Regions from separate parts of the Mus musculus genome. Here all the other regions are linked to region 2. A link is a contact called in public promoter capture Hi-C data. All regions are on one chromosome and are shown on one strand. Each heading gives the region's core, a stretch centred on a gene start, on an enhancer-like site or on the middle of the called end of the contact. The rest is flanking DNA. Distances are from core to core; before and after follow the strand shown.

Region 1 (4,078 bases), core at 1,340-3,839, 470 kb before region 2:
TTTCCTGGGTGGATGAAGGCATGTTTGGGAAATTTGGTTTTATAAGCTTTTACCTGACTGGCAGAACCATTTTCTGCTAGGCTAAACCCAGAAAATATCATGGGGTCTTATTTGTTGTCCTACTGCTGAGACATTATTAAAATTAGAAGTCTCGGAATGTAGGCTGCAGTCTTTCTAAGAAGATCAGGAAGTGTGTCTCGCTCATTGTCCCTCATGTGCCGGCTGTGGAAGTAAGAGAACAGCTGTCACATGAGTTTGGTGTCTGCTTCTGTTATTGACTGAAGGGAGCTTCTGTGTGGCCTAACTCACAGGGACGGGGTTGGGGGGTGGAGGCTGGCATGCGGTGAAACGGATGTCCAGGCAGATGAAAGGAGTCACACCTCTGAATTCAGTGTGTGGGTCGGTATGATGATGTGTCATTCGAGGGGAGGCAAGTGGACGGGGTTTGGGATTTTGTCACTTAGCCTTCCAGGTGATCTGAGTGTACACACACACACACACACACACACACACACACACACACACACGCACACACACACCCCTACACCTGCACAAGCCTGCTTCCACCCATGACTATTTCTTTCTTGGAAAATCTTTTCCTTAGATACAAGTTCCGTTCCTTGTGTTCTTATTTCCAAATACTTGGAACAGTGGGGCATGGACTCTTCTCTATTGGAGCCCTCAGTCAAAGCCAGGCAGATAGGCTTCCCCTAAATGCAGGGAGTCTATGCTTCAGGAGCTTGTGAAGGGTTAAGGGAGCCACACCCTCAGCAGGAACAGCCCTGGACTTTGTGCTGAGCAGCCATCTCTCTGGCCTCTTCTGGCCTGAGTGGCACAGGGAGCCGGGGTGGAGAAGAGCAGCACAGAGGAAGGTCAGACTGAAGACATCTTTGACACCATGGACAGCTCCTGCTAACTAAGCCGCTGCTCCATCTTTGGAATCTGTGGCTCATACCCTTCCCATCAGACTGGGACTTGCTCCCCACCCCCATTCTCCAAGGGGCACCGAAGTACGCCCTTGTTTCTACTGTTGGGTAAGTCCTGCCCTGCCCTGTCACCTTGGGGTGCTCCTTCTGGGATCTGTTTCTTTTTTTCCTTTCTCACCTTCAGATAATCATACTTGTACTCCTCTCAATTCAAACTCAAAGCTGTGTTCCTATACCCTACCTCTGCTTCACACCCTTCCCTGCCAGGTTGCTTCAAAGACTCTGTGTGTGTGTGTGTATGTGTGTGTGTGTGTGTGCTCTCATGTGTGCACGCATGTGATGTGTACTCGCACACGCAGGTGGGAGAGACAGACAAAGACTGGATCTTACTTTGTACTTCAGGCTGGTCTGTGGTTCATTGTGCAGCCCAGGTTGATCTCAAACTTATGGCAATCCTCCTGCCTTGGCCTCCTGAATACTGTGATTACAGGCATAAGCCACCTCGGATGGCTACTTGCCTTTAATCTGAGAAATATGGGCTAATAGTACTATCCACTTCATGGGCTATTATAACTGTCAAGTTACAGTGTTTAGAGCTCTGTCTGTCCTGTGATGAACACTGCGTGTTTTCTAGAGACTGCTATCATCAGTATTCATGTGGTGCCCTAGGTATTTAGGAAGTTACTGGAGCTTGGGGAAACAAAATGAAGGAGAAAGAAGCCTGGATGCCTTCCTTGCCCTGTATGCTGTTCTCGTTCTTCCCCTAGGTTCAGAGAAGCCAGAGAGTGAGGGAATGTGTTGTACTCCTTCTAGGGAGTGGCACTGACCATTGTACTACTTCTGCTGCCCTGCCCACTCAGTCTGCTTGAGGAGAGCTTTTATTTCCTGCAGGAACACCTGCCACATGCTTGCAGCATGTGGCCCAGCCCAGCTCTCCCTGCCCCCAACCCTCAGAGTCCTCCCTGGAGCACTCTCCTTCCCCACTCCCACCAGCTACTAAAAAATGGGGTGTGTCTCTTTGGGCAAAGTCCATGCCAGAAGATGATAGGTATGGTATAAACTGTGAAGATTTTACAACTAAAGACGGAAGCAGGGGAGATAATGAGAGACCTCACAGTTGAGAAAGCCTACCCACTCCCATTTTCCACGGGCAGCTCTGACCTTTTGTTTACATTGCTGATCTCATCACTTTATCCAACATCTAAAAATGAAGTCACTGTGGTAATGGCAAGAAAGAGAGACCTCTTGGAGATGGGAATTGTAGAGGGATTAGGTGACTGAGACAGGGGTTGGATATAAGCACTGGAGCAAGGGGCCAGAGAGAGCGCCCCCCTCAGGAGGGAGGAGGGAGAGCACCTTGAATACCTGGCTGCAGAACAAAGCTTGGCTCACCCTTCTTCCAGCTTTCTCCTTTAAGCACAATTCTGCTCCCCTTCCCCTCAGGTGGGCAGACAGAGGTAGTCCTATCTGATGCCCATCTCACCCTCTACCCCGGGTTCCTCCACCTCCCTGGATGGCCAGGTTGGTCCAGAGACCCTTCTAGTCAGAGGGCTCTCCTGTAGGCCCTTATGCCTCCTTGCCCTCCCACCATGACTTAACTCTTAAGCTGAGCCATCAGCAGCAATTTACAGTGTTCACTCCTAGGACCCTCTAGCCTCTTGGCATGCCTCTCCTGGAAGGTCCCGTGGGGGTGGAAGACCTCATCCTCCTGGAGCCCCTAGATGAGGAGTCTCTGATCAAGAACCTCCAACTCCGTTATGAAAACAAAGAGATTTATGTGAGCTTGCCATGGGAGCCAGGCTGTGGGGGTACCCAGGGGGTTCCAGTATTCCTCCTGCCAGGCTCATCTGTCTCACCCTCCTTCTGACCCCAGACATACATTGGGAATGTGGTGATCTCAATGAACCCCTACGAGCAGCTTCCCATCTATGGACCAGAGTTCATTGCCAAATACCGGGACTATACTTTCTATGAGCTGAAGCCTCACATGTGAGTAAAGGGAACCAGAGGAGGGCTGACAAATGTCCATGAAGCATCCTCCTCTCCCCCTCCCCGGTCTTTCCCCAAAGGAGCTCCTCCAGCATCCCTCTTCCCCTGAGAATCCTTCCTAGACTCAGTTCTTGTCTGATCTGGATCACACGGGGAGGGTGGATGAACCCAGCGCTAAGGATTGGAAGATGATGCCCTTGGGCTGGCCTCACATTGACCACTGACCACTTCCTTCCCACAAGCTATGCTTTGGCAAATGTGGCCTACCAGTCACTGAAGGATCGGGACCGGGACCAGTGTATCCTCATCACAGGCGAGAGTGGAGCTGGCAAGACTGGTGAGGAGGCTCAAGGCTTGGGAGAGACCAGAGATGGTGTCTGGAGTCACCTCCTTATCTCTCCAAGCCAGGCCTGTCCCTGTCCTCTGTCCCCATTACTTCCTCTCTGGTTTTTCTTCCTTATTTTCTTTTTTAGGATTTTTACATTTTTTCTGTCTATATGTATATGACTGAGTGTGTGTATATATTTGCACCACAGACATGCGGGTACCTGCAGAAGGCAAAAGAGGCTGTCAGATCCTCTGGAACTGGAGTTGCAGGTGGTTTTGAGCCACCCAATGTGGGTGCTGGGAACTGAACCTAGGTCTTCTACAAGAGCCTCAAGTAACACATGGCAGTATTTGTGCATGCCCTCAGTCCCAGCACTCTATTTGTGCATGCCCTCAGTCCCAGCACTCTATTTGTGCATGCCCTCAGTCCCAGCACTCTATTTGTGCATGCCCTCAGTCCCAGCACTCTATTTGTGCATGCCCTCAGTCCCAGCACTCTATTTGTGCATGCCCTCAGTCCCAGCACTCAGGAGGCAGCAGCAGGAGGATCTCTGAGTTTGAGGCCAGGCTGGTCTACAGAGCAAGTCCCAGGACAGCCAGGGCTACCCAGAGACAACATCTCCAAAAACCAAGTGCACACGCACACGCACACTCACACACATACATTTGCGTGCACACACACAGAGCAGCAAGTGTTCTTAACCACTCCAGCCCAGTCCCTGTTTTTCTTACTGTTAGTGATGTGGTGTCAGAGCTAAATGGGATGGGAGTGAGCGTGCCCTGGCTGGGGACTCTGTGATAGTTAAGGAGGTAGAAGCGGTTGTGTCCTGGTCAAG
Region 2 (4,435 bases), core at 1,560-4,059:
TCTTGCTATCATTAGTGTATCTCTCTGAGTGAGTACACAATGCCACACTGTGTGTGCAGACAGCAGGACAAATTTCAGGAAGGGAGTGACTTTCTCCTTCAACCATGGGACCTGGGGCTTGAAACGACAATTGCTTTCACCCACAGGGCCATCCCACCATCCCCCAAGGTCTTCTTGGCAAATACAATTAGTGACTATGCAGCTGCTCCCACTCCTACCCTATCCAAAGACAGTATTTCCTGAACTGTTTCCCAGACCTTATAAATTATCAGGAAGAGATATGAGATTAAGTTGAAATCTGCAGTCCTATCTCTTGGTCCCCAAGTTCTCCTACACTTACAATCTAAACATCTGGCTGTTGGCTTAGTCACCAAGTGCATGTGCAAGGCCACACGTTCCATCCCCAGCATCAGCATCAACAAAAAAACAAAAAGAAAAAAAAGAAGGAAACTAAATCTTAGACATCCCCCATACTCCAAAGGGAAAGGAGAACTGAGAAAATATTTTAGATATATTCAAATACATAACAACCTGAAAGAGAAAATCCATTTCCTTTTATTCTAATGGGTATCCTGAGAAACTTGGAGGGGAAAAAGAATCAGAAGAGGCTGTGTAGTAGGAGCCCTGGGAAGGCTGAGCCAGGAGGATTACAAGTTTGAGGGCCAGTTGGGCTACATAATAAAACCAAATTAGAAAGAAAGGAAGGCTAGCACTTAGGAGGCAGAGACAGGTGGATTTCTGAGTTCGAGGCCAGCCTGGTCTACAGAGTGAGTTCCAGGACAGCCAGGGCTATACAGAGAAACCCTGTCTCAAAAAACCAAAAAGAAGAAGAAGAAGAAGAAGAAGAAGAAGAAGAAGAAGAAGAAGAAGAAGAAGAAGAAGAAGAAGAAGAAGAAGAAGAAGAAGAAGAAAAGGAAGGAAGGAAGGAAGGAAGGAAGGAAGGAAGGAAGGAAGGAAGAGAAAGAAAGAAAGAAAGAAAGAAAGAAAGAAAGAAAGAAAGAAAGAAAGAAAGAAAGAAAGAAAGAAAGAAAAAGATAAGAGGCAATGGCTCATTCATATCTGTGATCCTGTGACCAGCCTGGGCTACAGAGTGAGTTTTAGGCCAACTTGGAGCAAAGACGGAGACCATGTCTCAAAACCCAAAACTAATAGAAAATGAGAATGAAACTTGTATACAGTACTATAAAGAGCTGAGGAGAATAAAGATAGGTGGAATGTTCCCTTTCAAACACACATACATATAAAATGAATTATATATACATATATACACATATAACATATATATATATGCATATATATATATTAGAAGGGCATCAGTTAATACCTATTGAAATATATAATATAATGTTTGTATATGTGTGTAATCAAAAATATGCATAGAGCTTCATTTCTTTTTTTGTTTTTGTTTGTTTTTTGACACAGGGTTTCTCTCTGTAGCTCTGGCTGTCCTGGAACTTGCTTGTAGTCCAGGCCGGTGTTGAACTTAGAGATTGGACTGCCTCTGCTTCCTGGGTACTAGATTTAAAGGCTTGCACCATCACCTGGCTGTAGAGCTTTCTTTCTTAAGCACATAAACAGAATGAAAACCACATAAACTACCCACCAGAGTACTGCCCTGATGAGATACTAGTATTCGAGTCTCTGAAATGGTCTTTTCAGGTCCACGAGGATATGAATCTCTCCCCACCTCCAACATTCCATCAAACAAGCATAGATCTCTGCACCACGTGTTTTCTTAAAGAACAGCTGTAATGCTCAAAAGAGACCAAAAAGTCTTCCTGCTATGGCTCAAAGCTCCTCCTCCAGCATTGCATACCACAAAATGCCAAGAAACTGCCAAGGATACTCTCTGGCAAATGTGGGCAAGCCTGTCTATCTCTCTCCAGGCTGTTCATTCACTCAAACATACCTTAACTCCTCAGGCAGCCAGGGGTTAATCATAAAGACTCCAGGGATCCTTGCTAAGCCTGGCTATCTGCAGGGTTCCAAGTATCCTCTCAAAAGGCATGACCCAAAGAATCACAGAGCTTTCTGCCTTAATCCCAAAGCATGTTATCTCCCCAAATTCCTCTGCCAGGATGGGTGGGGTGGGGTAGGGTCTCTCGTCTAGAAGCACACACTTAATTCTTGATGAGCCTTGAGACCTCTCAAACTACCTGTAATTTTTCTGCTATCTGGTGGGTTGAGTAAAAAGCGAAGTGAGGTGGGGGTAAGGGTGGATGCAATTAACCAAAATGATAAAATAATCTTGCCGGGTGTGAGCCTAGGGACAAGGTCTGAGTTGTCAGACTATCCCCGGGACCATGGGCGCAGCAGCAGACAGGCAGACTAACTTCGTTTCAGAAGATACAAACTTGCAAAGTTGGTTGTTTTTATTCCGCTGCCTCCTCCAGCCTCACAAACTTCTGCTCTAAATTCCTTTAACTCCAGAACCAGGTGCAAAAAGGCAGGAAAGACGCGGTGGAAGGAGAGGCGCTGAAGGGGGACAGAGGAATCTCGTTCCCCTCTTAAAGGAGAATTCTAAAACCAAGGGCGCTCCTGGATCCCTAGGAAAGGAAGTAGCTGATTCCCCAAAAGCACTTTTTTCCTACCTTCTTGTTGTTCTTGTTATAGCCAAAAGTCGAAATCCCAGGCCTGGAAGTCACTGATAGCAGCATTTTTTCTTTACTGTTACGGAGCTGAGAGAGAGAAAGAAGAGAGTGAAGGAAAGGGAGGGAGAAAGAGGGAGGGAGGAGGGGAGGGGGAAAGGAGAGGGAGAGAGGAAGGGAGGGAAAGAGGGAGGGAAGGGAGAAGGGAGGGGGAGGAGAAAGAGGAGAAAAGGAGCACGCAAGAGAGAGAGAGGGAGTGGGGGGGGGGCCTGCGGGGAAGAATGAGCTAGGTCTGCTCCTTACGTCACTGAGAGAAGTTAACCCAAAGTCAGAACGAGCCACTTCCACTGGGTCCTAATGCCCGGGATGTTCTGTTTTGGTTTTGGTTTTCATAGGCTTAGTTCAAGCTAGAAAGAAGAATTCTTAGGTCTAATCCTTTTCAAATGTAACCCTGTTTCTCCATGAACAAGTTCTGATTATTATGAAAAGACAATTAACCTATTATTAATAAAAGACAATGGTTTTTGTTGTTGTTTTGTTTTGATTTGAAGCTTTCTTTCCCTGAGATCTCAGCTACAAGATTTCAAACTTGGCCTGAAAAATGTCTTAGTAAGTTGCCAGGCCTATGCTCAGTTCCCAGATCTACATGGTAGAAGGAGAGAACCAGCTACCAAAAATTTTTCTCCCCCGACCCCAGCACCCAATGTGGCATGCCCACATATGCACATACAAAAAGAAATAAATGAAATAGTATATATATATATATATATATATATTTAAAGACATCAAGCTTAGTGTAAAAGGACCATCTTGACTGCCTCCCAGAGCATGGAAAGAAGACTATATGGCAATACCGTGTGTGAGAGCTCAGAGCTCAGACTAGTTTATATTAGGGTGATTTTTTTTTTTTTTTTTTTTGGTTTTTGAGACAGGGTTTCTCTGTGTAGCCCTGGCAGTCCTGGAACTCACTTTGTAGACCAGGCTGGCCTCGAACTCAGAAATCCACCTGCCTCTGCCTCCCGAGTACTGGGATTAAAGGTGTGCACCACCACGCCCAGGCCCAGCTTATATTAGGGTGATCTTGATGCAGTAAGAAAGATTTTGGAGTCTGGAGAGCTGGCTCAGGGGTTAAGAGCATGGCTGCTACTCCAGGAGAGCACAGCTGATTCCCAGCATCCACATGAGGTGACTCACAGTCACCTCTATGGCCACTAGCTTCCATGGATACCAGCATGCTCACACATGTGTGCTCTCTCTCCCTCTCCCACTCCCCCCCCCCATCATATACACATGCATACGTATATACACATACATAAGTACACAAAACACACACAGAGACACACATACACACACAATGTTTTATTTTTTATTTTTTGAGACAGGGTTTCTCTGTGTAGCCCTGAATGTTCTGGAACTCACTCTGTAGACCAGGCTGGCCTGGATATCTGCCTACCCCTGCCTCCCAAATGCTGGGATCAAAGGTGTGCACCCCCACTGCCAAGCTAATTTTTTTAACATTAAAAAAAAAGTATCTTGGAGCTGGCGAGATGGCTCAGTGGTTAAGAGTGCCAACTGCTTTTCCGAAGGTCCCGAGTTCAAATCCCAGCAACCACATGGTGGCTCACAACCATCCGTAATGAAATCTGACGCCCTCTTCTGGAGTGTCTGAAGACAGCTACAGTGTACTTACATATAATAAATAAATAAATAAATAAATAAATAAATCTTTAAAAAAAAAGTATCTTAAAATTAATAGGGCTGGTGAGATGGTTCAGTGGGTAAGAGCACCTACTGCTCTTCCAAAGGTACTGAGTTCAAATCCCAGCAACCACATGGTGGCTCACAAC
Region 3 (4,718 bases), core at 1,279-3,778, 330 kb before region 2:
GGAGGCAGAACAAAGAGTCACAGGGACAGAGAGCAACTCAGAGGAGGAGAAGGGAAAGGGAGGATGGGTGGGAAGAAGATCCTGTATAGTGTAGCTAGACACAGAGTCTGTGCAACCAGGCCAGGGCTGAGAGTTGCAGGCAGTAGTGTAGGAACCCTGCTGGCCTTTTAAAAATATTTCCCTCAACAGTAACACAACAGCATCTTTGCACATAATAGCCTGTGAGGAGCTGGTCAGGAGTCTGGACTCATCTCAGTCCTCTCTGGAACATCACACTGGCTCCACAGGGAAGGGCAACACCCAAGCCAGATCTACCCTAAGCATGGGTAGAGGCTGAAGAGCATCATGATGAGACAGAACCATGTGTAATTAGCAGGAAGTGCCCTGTAAGGTGCTCCCAGGCTACCTGCAGCATTTCTGGAGGAACCCCCATTCCTCCTCACTCAGGTTTCTTTGTTGGGAGAAGCCAGTGTACTCAGAGGAACACAGAAGGACTTCAGCTGCCAAAAGAGTATGTCTCACTCAATTCCCATGCCTCCAGTTCGAGATCCTCAGCCATTATAACACAATAGTCTATCATTTCTGATTCCCAACTACAGCTGAGTAGGGGCAGCACGTGGTCAAGTTGGGAAACAGGCTTGACAGTGGGCCTGTTTCCACCTTCGCAGCACCAACTCTAGGCTCTACCTCTCCCCCCTTTGCATGAAAAAGAAAGGGTGGGTTGGGTGGGGTACACTGCCTTTGGGGAGAAAGTGCTTCCCCACTTGACTGAACTGGACTCCTGATCCCAGTAGATAGTTCTGTTCCAATCTACCTCAGCAGATCAGAGCAGCCCAGCGGGCAGAAGGGCTGTCTTGTTAAATATTCACAGGGTCTGACCTGGAATGGGTCCAGCTCACCCTCCCCAGGACAGGGAAGAGGAACAACTGGGCACTGTCATTTGCCCAGTGTGATAATCTCAGGAGGGATGGATGGACTGAGGGAACCTCCAATGAATCAGGGAGGTGTCTTTGAGGCTTTCTCTTCAGCCCTGTGACTTCTTCAACAGAGTCACATCCACTTTCTTATTCTCTCTGACTTTATCCAGAAATTCCAGGGCTGGATCTAGATCCTGCTGTGTTCTAGAAGATCTTAGTCCAACAAGAGTGCGCATTTCTGTCAGGGTTGACATGGAAAGAACTGTAGGAGAGAGCATTGGGAAATGACCATAGAAGGAATGCTCTAGAGAACTCACTGTTGAAGGGATACTAGAACTAAGAGAAATAATATCTGCATGTACTTTAGTCAAGAAAAGCCAGCACTACATTTTACAAGATGCAATTCAGTGCTAGGGTTCTGAGGACCTGTTGGGTGCTAACAACTACATGAAGAATATCCTAGTATAGTACCTTCTGCAGAAGTAGGAGGAGGGACAGGATTGGAGCCAGGAGGATGAGGATTACCATCACTAAGTCAAACACAATCAGGAACGGTGAGAGGGAAGAGCAGGGCAAATGCAGAGCAGATCCAGGGGAAGCTACCACCTTGGAGGGAGAGTGGCCCAGCTCCAGATTCACAGATAACCAAGATCCAGGCCTTAGTGCACAGGTGTAATCTAACCTGTATTGGGGCACTTCCTGATAGAACCATGGTTCTTACGAGCACAAGGACAGTCTGATTCCTTACTGGTTGGCACAGAAAGTTGTGGAAGTGCCAGGTAAGGGAATCATGACATCATTCCTGAAGGAGACACCAGGTTTATTTTGAGCTAGAATCAGAGGGTTAGTCAGGCATTCCCCAGACCAGGAGCCATATGGAAAGCTCCACACACTACTCTAGAGTTTCTGAGCAAGGCTTGCTGGGAAATAAAGAAAGACACCCTGGCTCAGGTGAGTCAGGGGCAGCCATGGAAGTCACATCTCAAGAACTCTGTGCTCATGTCTGCTTGAATCCAGGCAGCCAGAAGAAGGGTCAATTGAGAGGATAAAGTCATTTCCTTCTCCATACCTACTCTGGGAGTCCTGATGTGTCTGCGGTCCCAGCCCTATCACCTAGTGTACCTTTGATGTCAGCCTTCCATGTTTGGGATGGCTCTTATACCTTCTCAGGAGCTGCTGTATTAGGAGGACACCAGCTTTCCCTGTCCTCTCCTATAAGTTATCCTGCATCCAAGAATAGGTTACTAATAGTTTCTCATTATGTTCACAACCTCCTAGATTGTGGCCCCAGAGCGCAAATTACAGAGACACAAGCTGAGTCTGGGACTGGACCATGAGTCATATGTAATGGCACACATACATGTATTCTCACATGAGTCCAGGAAACAAAGATCATAAGAGAATAGACCTATGTTATTCAACAGTCAGTAGTCTTTTCCTTGGCAGTGACATAGGGAGAGCCAGTGGGCATGATATGTCTGCTGTTCAAAAGCAGGGCAAAGACCAGAGATCTAAGGCATTAATAATTATAAAAAATGCAAAGAACTGTATGTCAGCAGGGTGGTGTCCTGGATGTTTACACTTTCCTGTGTGAGCAGAGGCCAGCCGCATTTTGACACAGAGTCTCTCTCTCTCTCTCTCTCTCTCTCTCTCTCTCTCTCTCTCTCTCTCTCTCTCTCTCTCTCTGCTTGTCTTCTACAAACCATGTGGCTCTACCTAGTATCACTGGTGGGACTGTGGACACTCCTGCGCTTCTTCAGGGAGAGGCAGGTGGTGAGCCACCTCCAAGACAAGTATGTCTTCATCACGGGCTGTGACTCTGGCTTTGGGAACCTGCTGGCCAGACAGCTGGACAGGAGAGGCATGAGGGTGCTGGCTGCATGTCTGACGGAGAAGGGAGCCGAGGAGCTGAGGAACAAGACATCTGACAGGCTGGAGACAGTGATCCTGGATGTCACCAAGACAGAGAGTATTGTGGCAGCCACTCAGTGGGTGAAGGAGCGTGTTGGGAACAGAGGTACCACTGAGATTCCTGTCTGTGCTGTTCGTTTTCTGTCTTTGAGTGAAGGGAAGGCCTGTGTAGTCCTGGAACGATTCCTGCTGGGAGTCAGGGTAGAGTTGGTGTGACTGCAGATTCTGCCCCTCTCTAGCACATCAGTCTGTCCTCTTACCTCTACACTGAGTCCTCCAAGCTGTGTGTTCTTAGTCAACTGGAGCCTTGGGAAGTTTTCATGTCCAAATTCTTCTCTGTCCTCTTTGACTTTGTATGTAGAAAGACCAGATTGTTGGCTGCTGAATCCTAGGATAGAGACAGTGAGGAAGGAGGCGAACCCTGGGCTCCTGGGATCTGGTCTCTGTGTGAAGGTCATGTGCCAGCGTGCACCTGCTCTCCCAGCTCTGGAACATGTTCTCATGCACTGCCTGTGCACCATGGCAGGGAGAGCCATAATCATTGCCGTGCTTAAGCCCAAAGTCAAGACTTCCTATCATTTTCTTTCTCCCTTTGTCTCTCCCTCCACCATTTTTGTTATTATTTAAATGATAAATTTAAATAAAAACAAGTTGGAAACAGATATTGTTCTAAACTCTAGACATGTCAAGCTACATGTCTTACTTATGATTTACTATCCAGTGTATGAAAACTAGTAACACTTTGACCTGTAGGCTTAACGTATGTGCTTTCTTTCCACTTGAAAAATGTAAACATTTTTTACCTCTACCACTTAAAGAGCATTAGTTACAATAATAACATTCAATGAATTTTAAAAAAAATGGCTCTTAACCAAGGCCCACTAATTTTAGCATTTGTGTTGGGTATCATTTATTCCCTTTGTGGTTTTCTGGCTTGCGTGTTTGAGGCAGGGTTCTAGAAATGGGTCTGGATACCATCTGATGAACCTGCTGCTCAGCTCCTTCCTGTTGGCATTAACAGCATGGGCCACCATGCTCAGCTTGTTCTTTGTACTTGTTGTCTTAAGAACTGTCTTGTGAAACTTCTAGTCAATTCTAAGTCTGCAAGCATGTGTATTTTGTGATCCTAGGATTAAAATATCTGTTATATTTTAATATCTGTATATATATATATATGTATACATACATACACATATGCAAACATTTAGATCATGTTTTTCCTTTCCCCAACGTCTCCCAGATCGTCCCCATGTCCCAGTCACACAAGTTCATATTCTTTCTGTCTGTCTGTCTGTCTTTCTGTCTGTCTGTCTTTCTCTCTCTGTCTGAAAAACAAAAGGAAAATAAAACCCCCAAGGAAAAGCAACATAAATAAACAAACAACCAAACAGAAAATAACAAAAGACAAACAACAAGAAACAAGCAAAGAAGCCAGCACAAAACATAATGAAAAAAAGCCAAAAAAACCAAAAAACCAAAAACCAAAAACAGTCTCCCCTTTCCTCCCAAAATTTCAGAGTTTATTTTGTGGAGATTCTAGCTCTCTTGTGTATGAGGCTCACTGAGTGCCTTTTTAATCCCTGTGTTACAGTTTGCTTCTTAGCCAGGTAACTCCCAAATAACTGAGACTGGTCTAAGTTATTTATTTATTTATTTATTTATTTGTTTGTTTGTTTATTTATTTATTTATTTAACATGCTTAAAGGGCAGAATTACTCTATTTCAATCCTCTAAACTAATCTGCCAAACTTCCAGACAAAATAATAGAGATACTTGCAGTTTTAGTCTTTCTCTGCTCCAGGTGTTTTCTTTTTTTTGTTTTTGTTTTGTTTTGTTTTGTTTTAATTTTTTTATTACGTATTTTCCTCAATTACATTTCCAATGCTATCC

The links. Promoter capture Hi-C pulls out the DNA fragments that hold promoters and counts their contacts.
Region 1: a promoter capture Hi-C map of stem cell-derived epiblast-like cells shows a contact between it and region 2, with 4 times the contacts expected there. The contact joins the promoter of Myo1a here to the promoter of Rbms2 in region 2. A contact is called at or near these places in 11 of 39 promoter capture datasets (the 3T3-L1 cell line, cranial neural crest, embryonic stem cells and 6 more) and 1 of 15 datasets of contacts at CTCF or cohesin (large pre-B cells).
Region 3: a promoter capture Hi-C map of liver shows a contact between it and region 2, with 4 times the contacts expected there. The contact joins the promoter of Rdh19 here to the promoter of Rbms2 in region 2. A contact is called at or near these places in 3 of 39 promoter capture datasets (hippocampal neurons and liver).

What each region holds. Positions count from the first base shown.
Region 1 is chr10:127,702,667-127,706,744 of GRCm38.p6, forward strand. Myo1a (myosin IA) reads left to right here and starts at 2,590. Exons shown (of 27, transcript NM_001081219.2): 1 at 2,590-2,703; 2 at 2,800-2,915; 3 at 3,158-3,252. The coding sequence starts at 2,590.
Region 2 is chr10:128,173,759-128,178,193 of GRCm38.p6, forward strand. Rbms2 (RNA binding motif, single stranded interacting protein 2) reads right to left here and starts at 2,810. Exons shown (of 13, transcript NM_019711.2): 1 at 2,592-2,810. The coding sequence starts at 2,657.
Region 3 is chr10:127,847,400-127,852,117 of GRCm38.p6, forward strand. It overlaps Rdh19 (retinol dehydrogenase 19), which reads left to right and starts at 2,529. Exons shown (of 4, transcript NM_147222.2): 1 at 2,529-2,934. The coding sequence starts at 2,622.